Regions from separate parts of the Mus musculus genome. Here all the other regions are linked to region 1. The links are chromatin contacts, called in public HiChIP or PLAC-seq maps. All regions are on one chromosome and are shown on one strand. Each heading gives the region's core, a stretch centred on a gene start, on an enhancer-like site or on the middle of the called end of the contact. The rest is flanking DNA. Distances are from core to core; before and after follow the strand shown. Region 1 holds the start of Acsf2 (acyl-CoA synthetase family member 2). Region 2 has its middle 2.9 kb from the start of Gm11541. Region 3 holds the start of Xylt2 (xylosyltransferase II).

The links. HiChIP or PLAC-seq counts read pairs in DNA pulled down with a chosen protein or histone mark.
Region 2: an H3K4me3 HiChIP or PLAC-seq map of bone marrow-derived macrophages shows a contact between it and region 1, with 2.2 times the contacts expected there. The contact joins the enhancer-like site here to the promoter of Acsf2 in region 1. A contact is called at or near these places in 5 of 39 promoter capture datasets (embryonic stem cells, liver, macrophages and 1 more), 1 of 484 Hi-C or Micro-C datasets (liver), 3 of 115 datasets of contacts at active chromatin or transcription factors (bone marrow-derived macrophages, embryonic stem cells and memory CD8 T cells) and 4 of 9 other capture datasets (adipose tissue, liver, macrophages and 1 more).
Region 3: a contact with region 1 is called in an H3K4me3 HiChIP or PLAC-seq map of embryonic stem cells, with 5 times the contacts expected there. The contact joins the promoter of Xylt2 here to the promoter of Acsf2 in region 1. A contact is called at or near these places in 1 of 39 promoter capture datasets (embryonic stem cells), 3 of 484 Hi-C or Micro-C datasets (embryonic stem cells, liver and uterus), 5 of 115 datasets of contacts at active chromatin or transcription factors (the 230-238 cell line, the SCID.adh cell line and embryonic stem cells) and 3 of 9 other capture datasets (adipose tissue, liver and pancreatic islet).

What each region holds. Positions count from the first base shown.
Region 1 is chr11:94,599,552-94,604,233 of GRCm38.p6, reverse strand. Acsf2 (acyl-CoA synthetase family member 2) reads left to right here and starts at 2,448. Exons shown (of 16, transcript NM_153807.2): 1 at 2,448-2,591. The coding sequence starts at 2,464.
Region 2 is chr11:94,705,105-94,709,786 of GRCm38.p6, reverse strand. No RefSeq gene overlaps it. Among named protein-coding and RNA genes, the nearest start is that of Gm11541, 2.9 kb to the right of the region's middle. Within about 2 kb of position 1,921, at least 8 of the 459 cell types and tissues checked have an H3K27ac peak or open chromatin away from gene starts, as enhancers often do. A contact at or near this core is called in bone marrow-derived macrophages, where this site is marked.
Region 3 is chr11:94,674,892-94,679,573 of GRCm38.p6, reverse strand. It overlaps Xylt2 (xylosyltransferase II), which reads left to right and starts at 2,081. Exons shown (of 11, transcript NM_145828.3): 1 at 2,081-2,301. The coding sequence starts at 2,167.

The sequences.
Region 1 (4,682 bases), core at 1,199-3,698:
TTATTTTGAGACAGCATCTTTCTAATTGCCCAAGCAGGCCTTGACCTTTTAATCTTCCTGCTTCAATCTCTCTAAAGTAGCTGGTATTATATATCTATCTATCATCAGGCCTGCAACACAAAATTTATAAGACTATTGGCCTCTACCTTCTTCCTTCTCCTCCACCACCCCCTTTATCATTTCAGCTAAGACAATTTCTATGGCTAGAGGCATTATACTTGTTTCACTGTGATTAGATTTTTTGGACACAGGAGAACATGTTGACAGATTTATAATCTCAGCACTTTGGAGCAGGAGGCAGGAGGATCAGGAGTTCAAGACCAACATCAGTTACTTAGTAAGTTTGAAGCCAGCCTGGGCTTCATGATACCTTGTCTCCAAAAAATAGCAACAGTAGGAGCCCAGGAGATGGTTCGGTGGGTAAGGGTGCTTCCTGCCAAGCGTAATGACCTGAGTTCAATCCCTGGACTCACACAGTGTAAGGAGAGACCAACTTCAACAAGTTGTCTTCTGATCTCCATTGTGTGCACGTATGGTGTGCACGAACAAATCACATAAGATTGGCCACAGTGGTGCAAGTCTGTAATTCCAGAAGACAAAAGGAGGCAGGAGGATCAAAGTTCAAGGTCATGCTAAGATTTATACAGATGAGGTCAGCCTGAGCTATATGAGACCCTGTCTCAAAAAAAAAAAAAAAAAAAGCTACTTCATGTTGACATTAGAGCCCCTTTCTCTGTCTGTCTGTCTGTCTGTCTGTCTCTTTTTTTTCTCCCTAGGGTGGCCACAGACTCCCTGTGTAGCTGAAGATGACTTTGAGTTCCTGATTCTCCTACCTTTATTGCCCTGGCTGGAATCATGCAGGTCTATGAGTCCATTTCTGAGTCAGAGAAACAAGGGGAAGGCGATAAAGGCTTCCCCAGGCTAGCCCATAGGACAGGCAGAATGGCTTATCTTCCCTTCCCCCCAAGACTCACTCAGAGACTAGTCAGGAAGAGAAAGGGTCCCGGGGACCAGAATGTACCCTTCACTTTGCCAGGACAATTATTTATCTAGAAGGAATCAACGATTTGTCCAGGGTCATCCACCAAGCCTTCAAGGCAGGGCTTGGCTCCTGAACTTGGGATACCAGTCAGCACCCTTCACTCCCTGGGCCTGGCTGTCTGAAACCACTGTATACATTTGATTTGGAGGGCATCATGCCGTTTCAAGCCCAGCTTTTCAAAGTCTCTCCTCTTGACTTGTTCTCCAACGGAACACAGATTCTTTCCAAAAAGCTGTCAGAGGGAGAGGGAGAGGGAGAGAAAGAGAGAGATATCTGGTCACTCTGGAGATCAGAGAAGGAGTAGCTGTATTAGTCATGACCCCAGCTGAACCAGATCAAGGCAAAGGTTCACCAGGCTAACCTCCACCCTCCGCCAACTGTTCCTCTGCCTGGCTTTCTTCATTCCAAGTCAGGAGAAGGGAAGCCACCCGGCCGGGGGCCTTTCTTCTCTTCTTTCCCAGATCGTTCAGGACAACGAGGAGCTAGAAAGTGGAGGACTAGTGTACTCATCTTTGGACACCCAGCGCACAGCCTGAGCACTCACCTCTTGTAGATCTTGTCACCCATCCTCCTTGGATGACGTTAGAATACATTCCTAAGGGCACAGCTAGAGGGTTGAGTCACAAAGTCAGGGTCCTTTGGAGCCTAGGGGAGCAGCTGAGGAAATTGTGTTTAAGGCTTCAGGCTAGAGCAGAAAGAGGGAAGGTAGGATACAACAGACGCGTCCCTGATGCCACCTAATCTTGTCTACCTGGTACTCTTCTCAGAGTCGTGGGGAGGATGCAAGGTCGAAGTAAAGCTGACTCTTAGCCTCTGGCCAGACTAGCACCTTGGTCCCCGGAGGTCTCCGAATACAGAGGGGTTTACCCATCAGAGCGGTAGGTCCCAACTACCTTTCCTCTCCCCAGAGGCCCTCTGCTCCAGTTGGCAGGCCTCAGGGGCACTCGGGGCAGATTCCTTTGGCCTGTAGCTCAGCACCCAGGAAGTCCCCACGTGACCCAAGCCCTACTGGGCACGTGGGACCAACCAGTCCAGGCATTGTCATCTGGCTCTATATAGACTGTTGATTGTTTTCCCGTTTATGAAACTCTTAGGCCCTCCAAAGTTAGAGTGATGATTGCAGGAAGGCCCTGTATTGTGCTGCAGAGCCGGTCTTGGGAGCCCCGGGAGGGGGAGGGGGGACAAGGGCGGGACTTCGAGGGCGGGCTTGAAGGGCTGCAGTTCCCACGCAAAGGTGGCCAGGACCGAGTCGCCACTTCCCGGCCTCTCCTCGCCCCGCCCCGCCCCGCCCCGCGGGGACCCAGTCCTCCTCACCCCATAGGCAGAGCGACCCTCCCGCCTCCCCGTCCGCTTCTTAATTACCCTCGCCTCGTTCACTTTCAAAGTTTACTCCCGGCCCGGACCCGCGGCGGAAGCGAGCCATGGCTGTCTATCACGGGATGCTGCGCTTCGGGAGGCTGTGTATCGCGAGCCTGGGGGCGCGGGGCCCCCGGACGCTGCTCTCTCGCCCTCGGCCGAACTCGAAGTTGCAGAGTGTCCGCGCTCTCAGGTACCCCGAGCAGCATTCCGAAAAGAGAGGGGGCTGGGCAGTCCCGAGAAGGGAACTTGGGAGTTCTGCAGTGCTTGGCAGGGGCTGACCCCACTCTGGGTAGCCCTCACACACACTACCCTACCACCTAGGCAAAGGGAAAAGCCAGGCCTGCCCGGGATCTGGGGCTGCTGCTCATAGCCACAGGAGTCCCAGGCTGAGTTCAAATTCTAGTTCAGAATTCTGTATGCGTCCCATGTGGTACACAGAGCCAGGAGTGGAGGCTTTTTAACAGTACACCCGAGGAATAGAGCTGAATACTGCTAGGGCATTCTCTCAGCTGTATTAACTCCCGTGAAAAATGTGGGGACCGTTTGGGGGTCCACAGGGCACTGAGTATAACAGATCTTTCCTTCCTTTGTTTTCTTTTCCTTCCTTCTTTTCCTCCACCACCTCCTCTACTTTTTGGAGCAGGGTTCTCTCTGTAGCTGTGGTTGTCCTGAAACTCGCTCTGTACACCAGGCTAGCCTTGAAATCACAGAGATCTGCCTGACTCTGCCTTCTGAGTGCAGAGACTAAAGACCTGTACCACCACTGCCCGGCTTCCTTCCTCCTTTCAGTCATTACCACTTCTGGGCCCATTTTTTCATCTGTCTTCAGTGCAAGATCTGGGAAAGGGGTTGGCAGGAGAGAGTTGGCTGAATAAATCTAATATGACCAGACACGGAGGGGACTGCAGGAGCTTGCTGGGGAAAGGCCAAGCTGGGAGAGTTGGCTGTGCAACAAGGTGAATGGTGGTATCCTCTGCGTCCAGTAGGTATGCACATCGCCTATCCTGCTCTACCGCACGGAAGGGCAAACTACTAAGCCTGTTGTCCGTATTATTGTGCAGGCTGTGGTCTTGGAAAGGAATAGTGGAGGCACGGCAGAAAGAGGAATATGTCTCAGAAAACACTACTAAGTTTAAAAGACACTACTAAGGCCGATGAGAGTAGTGGTGTGTACCTTTAAGGCAGAGCCAGGGTTTCTGAGTTCAAGGCCAGCTTGGCCTATGAAGTAAATTCCAGGACAGTTGGGGCTAAACAGATAAACCCTGTGCACCCAATCAAAAGACAGCCCCCCTGAGAAGAAGTTGGACGGACAAGTTGGAAGATGTCTTTTTGGCTGGAACTCTCAGGTTCTGAGAGCTAAGTGCCTTCTGAGAATTAAGAAACAAACTGGTGTGTGTGTGTGTGTGTGTGTGTGTGTGTGTGTGTGTGTGTGTGTATGTATGTATGTATGTGAATTAGCACTCTAACACTGATGTTAGTACATGTTCAGCTCCTGTGAAGTGCTTTAACATCCCTCTGCCTTCTTTCCTGAGGAGACCTAGGGGCTCATGGCTCCATGCACATGTGATTTTTGTTTTTGTTTTTCCTTCCTTCCTTCCTTCCTTCCTTCCTTCCTTCCTTCCTTTCTTTCTTTCTTTCCTTCTTTCTTTCTTTTCTTTCTTTCTTTTGGGGGAGGTTTTTTCGAGACAGAGTTTCTCTGTGTAGCCCTGGCTGTCCTGGAACTCACTCTGTAGACCAGGCTGGCCTTGAACTCAGAAATCCACCTTCCTCTGCCTCCCAAGTGCTGGGATTAAAGGCGTGCGCCACCACGCCCGGCTGTTTGTTTTTTAATATGAGTACACTGCAGCTGTCTTCAGACACACACCAAAAGAGTGCATCGGATCCCATTATAGGTGGTTGTGAGCCACCATATGGTTGCTGGGATTTGAACTCAGGACCTCTGGCAGAGCTGTCGGTGCTCTTAACCGCTGAGCCATCTCTCCAGCCCTCACTTGTGTTTTAAGTGCAGGTGAAGGCAACTGATAAATGTGTTTTCCTTTATCTCTCTCTACCTTACCATTTTGAGGTAGGGTACTGAGCCTGGGACCCATTGATTCTGCTAGGATGGCTAGCCAGTGAGTTCTAGGGATTTTTTCTTCTCTGTCCCCCAGCCCCTAGCACTGAGAAGTTACAGGTGGCTGAGCCATGGTGCCAAGCTTTTGTGTGAAAGTTGGGGATCCAGCTGGGTGTGGTGGCGCATGCCTTTAATCCCAGCACTCGGGAGGCAGAGGCAGGCAGATTT
Region 2 (4,682 bases), core at 672-3,171, 110 kb before region 1:
ACTTAAAATAGATAAATAGTCTGAAAAAGACAAAGTGTTTGGGGTTGAGACTTATTTTGTTTCATTATTTTGAGACAGTCTCTTTGTTACATAGCTGTGGCTGTCCTGGAACTCAAATTCAAACTCAAAGAGATCCACCTGCCTCTACCTCCCGAGAGCTGGGATTAAAGGTGTACCCCACCACATGCAGCTTGTAGGGTCAAGCCTTAAGTCTTAGTTTGTGACAGCTTGACACAGGATCTGCTAGGTCCACAGCTCCACCTGACAGTCTAATATTTCAGCAGAATTGACACAGCTAGAGGTAATTGAACCCTCCCATTGGTCCTTTAGCCTTTAGAGAAACAGCCACCAGAGTGAGCAGTTGGAATTGCTTCCCACTTCAGCTGGTCAAAACCCACACTGCATGCCATGGGGGCTGCAGAGATTAATGGCACCCTGAGAGGATGACTTCCAGCATTGCCTCCTATTCATCTCAACCCAAAAGGATGATGGTCAACTCCAACAAACCGAGTGCTGCTCTGGCCTCAATCCCTGTTGCTGTACTGGGGGTTATCTTTGTTAGAGCACATTAATACTGGCTCAGACAGTATTAATGATCCATTTAGCTGACAGTACAGTCTTCCCCATCCCCATCAAGAAAGAGGACATGCTGGCTAGTTTTATGCCAGCTTGACACAAATATGAGTCATTCTGGAAGGGGTAACCAAATTGAGAAAATACTGCCACCAAATTGGCCTGTGGGCAAGCCCATGGTGCATTTTTTATTTGGGGATTAGTGTGAGAGGTCCCAGTTCACTGTGAGCTGGCATTGCCAGCCCTGGGCTGGTGGTTCTGGGTGCTGTAAGAATACAGGCTTAGCAAGGTGGTGGTAGCACATGCCTTTGATCTCAGCACTTGGAAGGCAGAGGTAGGTGGGTCTCTGTGAGTTTAAGGCCAGCTTGGGGGAAAAGAAGAAGAAGAAGAAGAAGAAGAAGAAGAAGAAGAAGAAGAAGAAGAAGAAGAAGAAGAAGAAGACGACTGGCTAAGCAAACCATGAGCAAGTCAGTAAGCAGCATTCCTCTATGGTCTCTGCTTCAGTTCCTACCCTGACTTCCTTTGAGGATGAACTATGGCCTGAGAGTTTTAAGCTGGAATAAACTCTTTCTCCCCCAAGTCGATTTGGTCATGGTGTTTGGCCACAGCAGTAGAAACCCTAACTAAGAGCTAACCAGGGCCACTCCACTCACTATCAAGTAAGGTGATTATCAACAGCACAGCTCTGCAGTCTAGCCTCTGGTGATGCTAACTCCTGTCCTCTGTTAGAAGGAGGTACAAAGGGACCATAGTCTCTGCACAGTGGCACAGATGCATCACACTATTGATGGTGTCATGCTGCTCAAGCCAGAGAAGGGCAAAGTGGCAAATTCAAGAAAACACTAGGTAAAACAAGTGAGCTGGAGAGAAACCTTGTAAAGATGTGGAAAAACCATGATGATAGGGAAGCCCAGAGGGACCAGGCATGGATGCTCCTCCAAGAAATGGGGGAAACTGCTTCATTTTCTGTCCCCCGTTGTTATAATGGAAGCCCATGGCCAAGCTTGACATCTCCTTCTGATCCACTTACTGGGCAGGACCAGAGGAGGAAAATGCTCTGTGGCAAGCCATGCCTTCTGCCTTTAAGGCCTTATGTATCTAGTGCCCAGCATTTTCTAGCTCTAAAGAGATCTATTATGACTGTTAATCTTGATTTTTTTTTAACTTGATGAGATTTAGAGTCACTCTGGAAACAATTTACTGGGAAAGTCTTTAAGGAATTATCTTGACTTGGTCGTCTGAGGTGAAGTCTTATCCTCGATGTGGATGGTGCTATGCCTAGTGTCTGGGATACTACTGCATAGAAAGGGGAAATCCTGCTTCTCACTTCCTGTCTGTGGATTCACCGTGACTAGCTTCCTCAGGCTCACAACACTATGACTTCCCTGTCGTGATGGACCCTTGAACTATGGAGTCAGCATTATGTGTGTCGGCACAGCACTGAGAGAGTAGCTACTACAGCTGTGATAGGAAGAGATCCCGTTGGAAGTGTTCAGAAAGTACCAGCAGGGAGGAGCCCAGCGTGGCTGCCTGGGTGTGACTTGATGGTGTGACCATCAGTTTAGCATCAGTTCCCAGCATGCATCTGTACTGGCCCAATAACCCCCCCCCCCAACAACAACAACAAAAAGCCAGAACCAACACTATTCACAGAGAAACATGGAAAGAGATTTAAGCTAGGAATTGGCTCTCACAGTTCCTAAGGCTGAGAAATCCCTTGGTGTGCTGGCCCCAAGACAAGTTGGAGAATCAAGGGACTTGGTGACATGATTGTGTATTTGATGATCTGAAAGCCAGGGGACAGAGGTCTTCACTCCATAGCTGCTGTAGACCGGGGACTCAGAGGGGTTGCCAGTATTCTGACACACAAAGCACCAAAATCCAGAAATTTTTCTTAAATATTTATTTATTTATTTTATTGTACATAGAGTACACTGTAGCCATCTTTAGACACACCAGAAGAGGGTATCAGATCTCATTACATATGGTTGTAAGCCATCATGTGGTTGCTGGGATTTGAACTCAGGACCTCTGGAAGAGCAAACAGCCAGTGCTCTTAACTGCTGAGCCATCTCTCTAGCCCAAGAACCAGAATTTTTTTTTTTTTTGAGACAGGGTTTCTCTGTGTAGCCCTGGCTGTCCTGGAACTCACTCTGTAGACCAGGCTGGCCTCGAACTCAGAAATTCACCTGCCTCTGCCTCCCAAGTGCTGGGATCAAAGGCGTGCGCCACCACGCCCGGCTAAGAACCAGAATTTTTTAAAAAAATTATTACATTATTCATTTATTTGTGGGGTGAAGGGCCATATACATATTAAGGTCAGAGGACAACTTGCAGGAGTCAGTTGTCTCCTGCCACCATGTGATCCTGGGGATTGGACTCAGGTCACCAGGCTTGGCAGCAAATGACTCATCTCGTCAGCCTAGAATAAAGGTTTTAATGTCCACAGGAAATGGATGTCCCAGTTAAGAAAAGAGAAAGTTCCCTCTTTTGTTACCTTTTTTTCTGTTTGGCCCTCTGTGTACTAGACAATGATCACCATGTAGGTAGAGGTGGGTCTTCTACATTCAGTTGTCAAATGTTCTTCTCTTCTAGAAACTTCCTTATGGACACACCACAAAATGATCAGCAGTTTCCAGGCATTCCTTTGCTGAGTCATATTAACATATAAAATTAATCCTCACAGCATCGGACCATAGGACATTGGGTGACCATGTGACCAGGGATGTCACAAGATATGATTATCTCAAGAGATAAACACATTAGATGAACCAGACCATAAAACTCAGCCAGGTCTAATAACAACTCAAGATGCTATCTATGAGAGGGGTGTATTCAGGTATTGTAGAAGAATTTTTTTAAAAGATTTATTTACTTATTTATTTATTTAAATGAGTATACTGTAGCTATACAGATGGTTGTGAACCTTCATGTGGCTGTTGGGAATTGAGTTTTAGGACCTCTGCTCACTCCGGTCAACCCCACTCGCTCAGTCCCTGATTGCCCAAAGATTTATTTATTATTTTACATAAGTACACTGTAGCTGTCTTCAGACGTGCTAGAAGAGAGCATCAGATCTCAGGGTGGTTATGATCCACCATGTAGTTGCTGGGATTTGAACTCAGGACCTTTGGAAGAGCAGTCAATGCTCTTACCCACTGAGCCATCTCACCAGGCCATTTTAGAGAAATCCAGCAATATAACTGCTCTGGCAAGGGATCATATCCAAAGACCTTCTAGGTCTACATGACCTGGCCAGAATGCAGACATATCTTGGATATGATATGCATGGTATGGCTGGGATACAGACATGCCCTTAAAGTTAGTTTGTAAAAAGAAGCAGCCATGTTTGAAAGGGATGTCTAATTGAGGGGCAGACAAAGTGATGAATCAGAGAAAGATCTGACAGAACGAGTCAGAGATAGAATATGTCCAACTCACAGAAAGAGCACAGGGAAGAGAGACTATTTAAGAGCAGCAGGGGGAGAGAGAAGAAGCTACACACAGGTGGTGTGATGTGTGCATAGATGTTTCACAGGACAATTTTACAGAGACAGGTTGCAGACAGAATAAGCTAGACACAGGCGAAGACAGAACAAGCCAGAGAATGAAAAGGAACAAGAAGATTAGAACATATTGCCAAAGTTAGTATGAAGCCAAGTAGGACAATTCAGTCAGAAGCTGAGGGAAGCTGGATTGAGTCAATTAACTTGGAAGATTAGATTGTACAGAGGCTAGAAGTTTCCTGGCCTAGGCTTAAGTATCATTAGAAAAGAGAAGGAAATGTTCTGGGCTCAGCCCTAGTAGTGTGCTTGCACAGCTTGGATACAGCTCTCGTTTCATCCCATCGTCTGAAGAAATAAAAGTGACATTTACAGGGTATCTTAGCGTTTCTATTGCTGTGATGAGACACCATGACCCCAACCCTTAGAAAGGAAAACATTTCATTGGAGCTGGCATACAGTTCAAAGGTTTAGCCCATTGTCACCAAGATGGAAAGTATGGTGTCTTGCAGGCAGACATGGTGCTAGAGAGGTAGCTGAGAGTTCTACATCCGGATCAGCAGACAGCAGAAAGGGAGTGAGACATTAGGCCTGGCTTGAGCATCT
Region 3 (4,682 bases), core at 832-3,331, 76 kb before region 1:
CATATCAATTGTTGGCATGTCAACTGATGTTTTTCCAAATCCTTGAAGGCTTAAATTCTCCTAAGTACCCAAAGTGTCATCTGAAACATTGTTTACAATTTCCCTTTTTAACAAGGCACAAACTGGGAGAGGCTTAGAGAAAGTTTACAGAGGTCCATCAAATGACTACACTGCTACATCATTTTCTTTGGTCTGCCCTTTAACCACTCTCCCTTTTGTCTTTAACTTCCTTGTTTATTTTTGTCTGTTTGTTTGTTTTGTTTTTGAGACAGGATTTCTCTGTTGTAGCCCCAGCTGTCCTGGAACTCACTTTGTAAGCCAGCCTTGGCTCAAACTCAGAGTTCCTCCTGCCTCTGCCTCCTAAGTGCTGGGTTATATTAAAGGCACTCACCATCATGCCGTGCTTGTTTCTAAAATTTTTGGACTTTCCTTTTCTTTGGATATAATCTCTTTTCCTAGACCTATTGATTGTGTTTTTTAAATTTTTTTCAATTTAATTTATATGATTTTTTTTCATGTATGTGTGTGTGGAGGTGGGGTCTTATGTGCAGCTGTGCATGCATATCAGAGGTCTGTTTCTCAGAGGCCACCTACTTTGTGATTTTAAGATGAACTCCAGGCTGGCTGGCCAGCCAGCCTCAAAGATACACCTATCTATCTCCCCAGTGCTGGATTTACAATAAAATACTACCACTCCAGGCTTTTTATGTAGGTGCTGGGGACTGAACTTGGGTCCTCACTGAGCCATCTCTTACAGTGGTTCCAAAATCTTCTTTATAACCTTATCACCCTTCCATTCCACGGATGTATAAATTCTTTATGATGCCTTGGGCCTGTTATCCTAGCACTCTGGAAGTGGAGGCGGGTAGATCAGAAGTTCAAGGTCAACCTCAGCTGTATTTTGCTGGCCTGGGATACACGAGACACTATCTCAGACAAACGAAGACAAACTTCTGTTTTGCACTTGGGAGGTAATGATGGGAGAGTCAAGAATTAAAAGCTACTGTAGACAATAAATACTTTACCAAGTTGGTGAGAGTCCTAGTGTAAGGCAGATCAGGCCAGGTAGCACAGCAAGGCAACTGGATCAAATAGCTCGCTTGTTTGTTTACTTAAAATGTGAAGCGTTTCTGCTGTGGGTTTTGTTGCCTCTAGTCACCTTGCTCTGGCAGGCACCTTCTTACCTCCTTCCACTGCCCACCGTGGTCTGCTGGGATCAGGTGAGGCCCCGGGTGTGTTTAGTCCTTACTGGACACGGCTCTTGAACACGCCAGAAAGCAGTATGGTCAACCAGGTGGGTTCTCTCAGCTCCCTACTCTCCTAACATTTACTGAGCTTTAAAGCTGAGGGCCAAGGCTTCAATGGCGAACGAGGCACGTTCGCAGAGAAATTACCACCAGATGCTTAAATTGTGCTAGCGAGGCACAAGCCAAGATGTCACTGATGGGGTGGAGCGAAAACAGCATATGCTAAGGTCTGGTGGGTCTCCAAGCGTGATCCCAGAGCAGCAGCAGCAGCGGAACTTGTTGAAAAATTTAATTCTCGGAGGTTCTAAACTCCAGGAGTGAGAACTGGCGCTGTTTTTTAAATCATCTTCCAGGAGATTCTGACGTAAGCTAGAAGTTGAGAGCCACAACACCAGCAGAGGCCTGAGGATGCTTGGGATGAGAGGTTGCAGAGTGGCAAGTCAATTTCGTGAAGAGCCTCAGAAGTCAGTCAAGGGCCTATGCTTTGTCTTCAGGGATGCGGCCTTCAGATTTTAGGCAGGGCAGGTGGTACTCACACGTCTTGAGAGTGCCAGCATTTCCCAGGGGTGGGGGCCAGCTGACTCCCCCTCCCCCCATGCCCTGCGACACCAGAGCGGTCAGGCCGCAGATCCTCCGCACTCCGGGACAATGCTTTTGCGGTCAGGAAATGATTCTTCCACAGGCAGACACTCATAGAGATGTGGAAAAGACCCCAAGCACAAGACTCAAACCTTGGAGACAGAAACGAGCGGACCGCCTACTGCCCCACGCCCAGCCCACGAGAGGGTGGGGCCTCGGGCCCCGCCCTTTGCCCGCCCATCTGGGCGGAGTGAGGAGGGACTCCGGGGCCCCGCGCCTGTGCGCACGCCCGCGGCCGGTTTGCAGGGCCGGACGCGCGCCCCGCGTCCCGGGCAGGAAGATGGTGGCGAGCGCGCGGGTGCAGAAGCTGGTGCGGCGCTACAAGCTGGCGATCGCCACCGCACTGGCCATCCTGCTGCTGCAGGGCCTGGTGGTGTGGAGCTTCAGCGGCCTGGAGGAGGACGAGCCGGGCGAGGTGCTCCGACGGCCGTGCGGGCGGGCAGGCCGGGCGCGGGGGCGCGCGGGGTCCTGGCGGGGCTGCGGGCGGCCCCGGCCAGGCAAGTGGGGCACGGGCCGCGTGCGAGCAAGGCGCAGGCAGCCTGCTGGAGCCCAGCCTCCGGTCCCCAACGCTCCCTTTACTGGAGGGCCTGGCTGGCTGCGTGAGGGAGCGGTGCGTGACTCGGAGGTCGAGGCGGCCGGCGAACTGGGGGGCGCGAAGGGATGAGCGGGACATGGTGGGATGGTCTCCGTCCCGGGGAACGATGAAGGTCAGGCTCGGGGATCTGGGCTGGGAGGAGCGACTGGGCCCCAGCCTGCTCGGAGGTGGGGAGCCTCAGGCCAAACTTTCTGAAGTTGGGAGGGGGCGGTGGTGTACGTGCTGTGGGCGGAAGAGTGGGGGCCAAGGGACCCTGGGCATTCGTGTTGAGCTGCGCCTGAGAAGCAGCGACTGGTGGTGAAGTGGAGCTCAGGGGGTGGAATTATGGCCTGTGACAAAGTGTATACACGGGAATAGAGTGAACAGGAGTCACCCCAAGGGAAAAAAAATACTGAAGTGTTCTCAAGGCGTGGCTTTCTCAGCCAGGGAAGAACCCTGGTGGATCTTCAGGAGGGGATGGGAATGGAAGGTGAACTGTTGAGTTGGCCTCAGGACATCAAAGGAGGAAAGAGGCATCTCTGGCTCTGGGGTAATGGAGGAGCAGCTGTGAGCTCCAGACCCTGACCCCAGGGATCTGCTTTCTCTTCACTGGTGCTTTTAGTTGCAGACTCAGACACACCCTCCTGGTTGTGTGGTTAGGAGGGGTCCAGTGGGGTCTAGGTCCGTTCTGGAAAGGTGGGGAGGGTCAGTCAAATCAAAGCCCTAAACTGTGGACAGAGATTAGGGGTTCTTGCTTCTGCCCCCCGCCCCCTTGTCCCTGTGTCTCCAAGGCTTCGGGACAGAGGCTCTCTTGTCACATCCTTTTGGGCTTTACCTGGTAGGGTGAAGAAGGCATGGAGCCTAGAAGCCTTCCCTTCCTGCACCTGGTCAGTCCCAAAGACCTGGTGTGGAGACTGGGAGAAGAGCTGCTCTTCCAGTTTTGGGGAGAATCAAGATGCTGAGGGGGTGAGGAGAGGAGGAACTTGGGACCGTCAGCGACTCCAGAAGGCGCCGAAGCCCGTCCTGGGGAAGCTGGCTGTGACTTGTGTAGGAAGAGCTTGTTCTTTGGGCAACTGGGACATCTCTGATGGTGTGGGCCGCAGAAGAGCCCTCTGACCCTCATCTATGTGAGGGGTCAGGCTGATGAGGACTCTGGGGAAGGGCATGTCAGAGAGTCTTCTCCTAAGTACATGGCCCATTGTGGCTGGTGGTTTGAGTCAATGAATGGGCTGAGCCCCTGCTGCTCTGCCCACAGCCAGGGGTGGAGAACCAGAGAGAGGTGAGGGAATTTAGAGTCTTTCCCACCCATCTGGCTGAAGAGAGGGAAGAGAATTTGGAATCTTCCTTCACTCAACACACATACAGACACACACACACATACACCACACCTGGCTGAAGCTGAGAAAGGAATCCTAGACCGGAATGGAGATAGGTCCCTAGCGGCCAAAATGTGGCGTTCTGGCAGCCACCCCAACAGATTGGAGTTGTGAAGCAGGATAGTGTAGTGCTTGTGGAGGTTAGCATGCAAATGAGACCGCTCTCTATGAGGCCTTGTCCTGGCTCTGCTATCAAGCTGACCACCTCCTGTCACTCTCCCTTTTGGGGTAGTAGTAGCACTGATTTTGTCAGATGAAACAGTACCTGTGAACACGTGCAGGACTTCTCCATACCCGCTGAGCTGTCAGGACATAACACATTGTCTTGGCCGTGTACCCTGGGACATACATTCATTCAGTCCATCGGGCAGCACACGGCTAAGTTCTCGACTATCAGGCATGGAACTCAGACTGGGAATACAGAAATCAAGAATGGATGAGGTCCTGGCCTGCAGGGCAGACTGTCTACAGGGAGAGACAGACAGAGAAGGGAAGCCTGAATAACAAGGGGGCTGGCTCAGAGCAGGAGGCTGGGAAAGGCTTCCTTCAGGAAGAGGTGGGCAGGAGAGTTTGAGCAGAAGGTTCTCAGGAGAGTGGGCTGAGCTGCGGATCCTCGGGGGAATGGATAGAGGGTGAGGCACTTTCCCCAGCCATGGCTCCATCCTGTATGGCCAAGAGACCACAGTGAGGGACTTGAGTGGGTTTTATTGTAAGTGCAGTGGGAAAGCCCCCCAGTAGGAGCCAATGAGCATTTAAGGAAAGCACTCTGTGGCCTGTGGAGGGGTGAGAGTGGATACCTGGGATGATCACTAACCCCCAAAGAGACACTTGATGGTATTCAAAGCT